Linked DNA regions of Siniperca chuatsi: region 1 is linked to region 2. A link is a contact called in public Hi-C data. All regions are on one chromosome and are shown on one strand. Each heading gives the region's core, a stretch centred on a gene start, on an enhancer-like site or on the middle of the called end of the contact. The rest is flanking DNA. Distances are from core to core; before and after follow the strand shown. Region 1 overlaps LOC122866136 (formin-binding protein 1). Region 2 holds the start of LOC122866136 (formin-binding protein 1).

The links. A called contact is a pair of places that touch in the nucleus more often than the background predicts.
Region 1: a Hi-C map of an unstated tissue shows a contact between it and region 2, with 7 times the contacts expected there. The contact joins the enhancer-like site here to the promoter of LOC122866136 in region 2. A contact is called at or near these places in 2 of 3 Hi-C or Micro-C datasets (skeletal muscle and an unstated tissue).

The regions. Positions count from the first base shown.
Region 1 is chrLG18:6,445,166-6,447,865 of ASM2008510v1, reverse strand. All of the region lies in intron 9 of LOC122866136 (formin-binding protein 1), which reads right to left. Among protein-coding and RNA genes, the nearest start is that of LOC122866136, 55 kb to the right of the region's middle. Within about 2 kb of position 1,280, the one cell type or tissue checked has an H3K27ac peak away from gene starts, as active enhancers do.
Region 2 is chrLG18:6,390,183-6,392,882 of ASM2008510v1, reverse strand. It overlaps LOC122866136 (formin-binding protein 1), which reads right to left and starts at 1,304. Exons shown (of 15, transcript XM_044175422.1): 1 at 932-1,304. The coding sequence starts at 955.

The sequences.
Region 1 (2,700 bases), core at 31-2,530, 55 kb before region 2:
CAAACAAACAACAAAATAACATACAAATGAGACAACGACATGAGTCTGAGGTCCATCGTTGTGTCACAGCAAAAATTAAATTATTAAATTAAATCCAAAAATAAAAAAGAGAGCACAACAAAAACATAACGGCGTACAGAACGTTATTAACAACGTGTTACTGGGAGGACGTGACATGCGTGCTATGGTCATGCCGCTATGGTCGTGCAGTTATACGGTCATGCTTACCAGCTTGAGAGAAAGCTTCATGGGAGGAGAGAAGAGAGAAATGGCGAGGAGCAGGAGAGAGAAAGAGACAACAGACAAAAGTCAACATCAGGAGAATATTACGGCCATTTGTTTCATTTTCCTTTAAACAAAAACTGTTTACATGTATTTTATGATATCGCTTTGCTTTGCCAAACTTCACCATCTAAGGAAAAGAGGGTATCTGAAGGATCAGGATTTATATGCTAGTTCAATTATGAAAAAGCTCTTTCAGCAACAGTTTCAGCTATAAACTCCCCATTCTTTTCTAATGTGGTGAAGTTTAACATTTGTATAATGATGGGTTACTGAAAAATGAGAAATAAATTGGCAAAAAGGCCAACCAACTGCACAAGCATGAAGTACTGAATGAGAAAAAAATTAAGGGAAGACAAGTGAAAATAAATGTAAAGAAAGAAGTAGAGGGATAATGACTGCGACAAGGACGGATGTACCCTTTACTTCTTGATCCCTCTCTGCTGCCATTACAATGACACGCAAGAGACAGCAGAGGGCGCCAAAAGCATGTATGACATTAGCAGATCCATACGTTGACATGAAGGCAGATACTGAACGCAGACAAGCTGGAGAGACCCCTTCAAAACCAAAGTATCAAAACTCACTTGTAACGAAGAAAAATCTACACATATCCAGGTATATATATATATATATATATATATATATATATATATATATATATATATATATATATATATATATATCTCAAATGAAAGTGGCTGAATGAAGATACAAAACAAATAAAGAGTAATTATGAACTAAAAGGCAAGTAGAGTAAAAGAACAAGCAAAAAGAACAAAAGACATGGTTGTAAAAGTGTTTTAACAGCTCATTTACACCATCTGCTGAGTGATTTTTGAGAGGATGTGGTTATGTTTTGAATACAAAGAACAGAGTAGAGAGCAGGTTAACAATCTTTGGCCGGTAGAGCTGGAGCAGATGACTTGTAATCCTGTTAGAGGCTCACAGGCTGGTGCACTGTGGAGCTCTACTCACTTTAGTCCACTAATCAAGTCATCCACCTGGAATGGCCTGTTATGGTCCTCACTATGACGCCTTGTGATCCTCCCTCTCACCTCCCAGAGAGGCGAGAGGGAGGCGTTACATTGTTACATTTCCACATGTGTGAAGCTTCACTTACATACATGCATGCATATCACTGAGAGTATTTTTTGTGTTAGTATAAGTAATAAAAATGCTTCATAAACTCTAGGTTAGGATCTCGTTTGGGCCTTTTTTCTGTTTGTAGTGGTTCAGATATGGACTATATTCTAATGAATCTGGGTATAAGAGAAATTAAGTAAAAGCTATTATTTATCACATTTCTTACAACTTAAAAATGCTCTTAAATTTAAAAGAGCTCCAGAGGTCTCTGAAGTTGGTTAAGAGTAGATCTTAGATGACTGCAGTACAGAGACAGAGGTGGGCTACACTCTTTCTTTTCTGCTCCACTTTGGTTTTCCTTTTGTTTCCATTTCAGCCAATTTCACATTGTTTCATCCATATTTGTATATTTATTTATTATAAATATATTGGATTGCTGTCAATTTCGCATGTTAATTACTACTACAAGCATTAAGACCTTCACACAAATAAATTAAACTTTTAAATTTAAATCACATATGTTTTTGTGGAATAAAATATAACTTATTAAAAAGGATTTTTTTTAAAGAATGAACACTGGGGCAGATGCAGAGTCCCTGATTGGGTAGTCCTGCTCTGAGTATACGTGTGATAAATCATGCGATCACTTGAGAGCTGCACTTTACTGTAAGTGGGATTAAGTCGCATGATAAATGTGTTTTATTCTCGACTTTCAGCGAAGATTTTTTTACTCCTTCTTTAGTGTGATGATTAGTGTTTGATAAATACGGGCCCTGGTTCATAGATCTACCTGGACTCTTTCCAACCACCAAGACAGACATAGATATACAGGTATAATATGGCCCTTACAGACAGTTAACATCGCTGCAGTATGGCACACCAGCACAAACAAAGCCCTGGAGGGGTGAATTCTGGGTACTTTAGGCTGAACCCAGATCCAAAGTGTGACCAACACCTCGCCTAATGTTACATCCACCTGACAGTGAGATTTAAATAGCAAGTAGGGGTGATTGCTGGGATGAATAGTATCCTCACACCCATAATCCCCCACAGCCTCAGGTGCTTGTGACACTTTGTGAATTGACCCCTAGTAGATGCTCAGTGGGGAAGCCCTGAAACAGCTGCAGGACAACAGTGAGCAACAAGAAACCTCAAGCTGATACATGTGATGTGGGATGAAGTCATCATCTTCTCCGATCATTCGCCCTGTTTCTACACGTGTCAGAGCCATGTGATCAATACTGAGCCAGGCACAGACACTAGCCTCCTTTGTGAGGAAATTTTGCCTCATTTACTGTGACAAACAATCTCCTCGTAGAGACTGAATGTGTC
Region 2 (2,700 bases), core at 55-2,554:
TTGGTAGCCTGATGAACCAAAAAATTAATAAGATATAAGGTTATCCTAGATCCCCCTGATTTAGTGTCAAGACTACATCTAAGACTAACCTATCAGACATGCAAATAGTTTATTAGTCCCAGATTTGAATGCTAAATTTCAAATGTTGTGAATAAAATAAAAATATATATAAAAGATGTTTGCCATAAATGTCAACTTTTTTTTAATCATCTTGATGATAAAAGTATCTGGAGTAAAATTAGCAAGCTATTTAAGTAGTTATTTAATTGTTACTTCAGTGCAATAACTAGTGAGTTAACCAGTTACTTTTCACCACTGTTTGCTACAAAACAGCAGTGCTTCAACACCCTTTTGTAACGTTATGCAGATAAATAAGAGAACTTACCCTCATCTACTTCCTCTACTGACAGTGATTATACAACCTGTAAAATGCACGCAATTTACCAGCTTGTTAAACATTTATGAAACCGTTACAAAAAAAAAACAAGTGTCACTGTAACACGAACAGATTCAACAACTTAGCCCCGCAGGAATAACGTTAGCTGTTATATTGTGAGGGGGTGTGTGCGAAGCGTGGTTCAAAATGCTCAAATGTAAACTAAAATGGATGGTTAGCTAGCTTTTCCACGGATACCCTCCTTTGCCAACTAGCTACATCATGTTACTGATATTGAAACGAAATGTAACACAAGTCAGCGTTGCCGACATCAGAACAAACACACATTAAGCTTCAGTGAACACCGCTACAAATTAGTTGGCTAGCGTCAGAGGCTGAACACGCGCAAAACAGCGGATACTAAACGTCGTTTTAGCGGCAAACATGTAGCCACTGCGCCTTGCCACACGCACGTTTATTTTATCTGAGAACCGTTAGGTCCATACAAGCTCAATAAAAAGCGTGAACAAACGATACAAGTGCAGTGAGACTCACCCATAGCTCTGACCCCCAGCTCATGGTTTCAGTACGATGTCCTCGAAATAATCCACAACTCGTAAGAGGTGTTTTCAGCACACACAAACCTGATTTTAGCGTTTGTGGTATTCGTCTGTCAACGACGAAAAAAGGGGCCTCCTATACTCGTTTTATTTATTTTTTTCAACGTCTCATCCTGTCAAGGATACAAGATGGCCAGGAGCTGCAGCATAATCTTCAAACAGGATAGTCTCGCTATATGCAGCGCGCGGGCACCCGCTTCGACCCAATGACAGCTGCTCCTGCGCGCGCACAGGCAAGAAGGGGAAAAAAAGGATGGTGGGGGGTGTCTCTGCAGGGCAGTCCAGTAAAGCCTTTACAAATATCGGTGCTCACCCACTCTTCCTTGTGCGTTTGAACTGATGAGAAGCCATGTTTTGAAATGCGTTAAATGCTGAAGGAACATGGGGAGGGGGGTCAAAAAGGTCACCACCCATGGCAGATGTTTCATTGAATACCCCTAGAGGGTTTAAAACAAACTTCTGGGCAACCGACCCTACTTTCTCTTTCTGTCTTTGTCTTTGATAAGACGTAAAGTAATCATGCATGTCGCTGAACATCCTAGATTTACTTTACACATACCCCACAGCAGCCACAAGCTTCCACTTTGCCCACAGGATGTGTGTTGGAGGTGCAGGGTTTATAAACTTTGATGCACAAAGAATCAGAAGATAGAAAAGTGCTGCTAAAAACCTGCTGCTCAGCTGGTGGAAGGCAGCATCATAAAAGGGGAAAAAATATATGTAGTGATGGCAGTCTGCCTTTCTGCCCCTTGCACAAGCTTAACTATGAGTTTATTCAAAACTTTGAGCCCTACTGGTGACCTTTGGATGCTCTGTTAACATAATTATGACCTGATATCAGCTATTAATCTATATGGAAAACTAATTGTGGATAAATTTGAGGCACCCAGCATCCCCATAATTAATCCCAAGATTGCAAATGATCAGTGCATTTACATTTTTTTTTTCAATCCCTGCCTTCTTATAGTGGCTCCATCTTGTTCCTATTGATAATATTCCTTTCCTGACTTTATAATGACAGCTAAGTTCAGAATGCATTTCTACATCAATAGTCCTCAGGGACTGTTGATTTGGTCTGGAAAATAGACAAAAGTGGATTTTGTCTATACTCTTTTATTGCATTTTAACCGGATATTTTGTATACTATTTTGTAGTGTGTGACAGTTGTCTTAGTCTGTTTAAGTTGTTTGTATTTATTGTTGTAATAGTGTTGTGATGCTCCCCTCTTGGCCATGGTCTCTCCTGAAAAAGTTTATTTATAGAGCACATGTAAAAACAGCTGTTGACACTAGTAATTTAAAAAAGGTAAATAACTGTATTAAAGGCATCAAATAATCTTATTCGTTATTAAGGGAAGTCAAAACAGTTGTAAAAAGACAAAAACACTTATTTTGTGGCAAGCCCAGTCAGATACCTCAATATACTCTATTTATACTGACCGATCACATTCAGACATAAAACATTCACCGTATCAGCAGTTATCATTATCATGGTCATCATGATCACTGTGATTAATTATGTGAATCATTAAATAAGCATTAAGTTTAATGACAATAATTCCTTTGTGTTTAGCTAGAAATTATGAAGTGAAGTTGTCAGTGCTATGGCCAGTATTGCTTCAACAACACTGCCATCCAGTGGTTGGAAATATACACAATGGAGAGACACTACTGGAGGCACTAAGTGCAGATGAAAGACATGCAG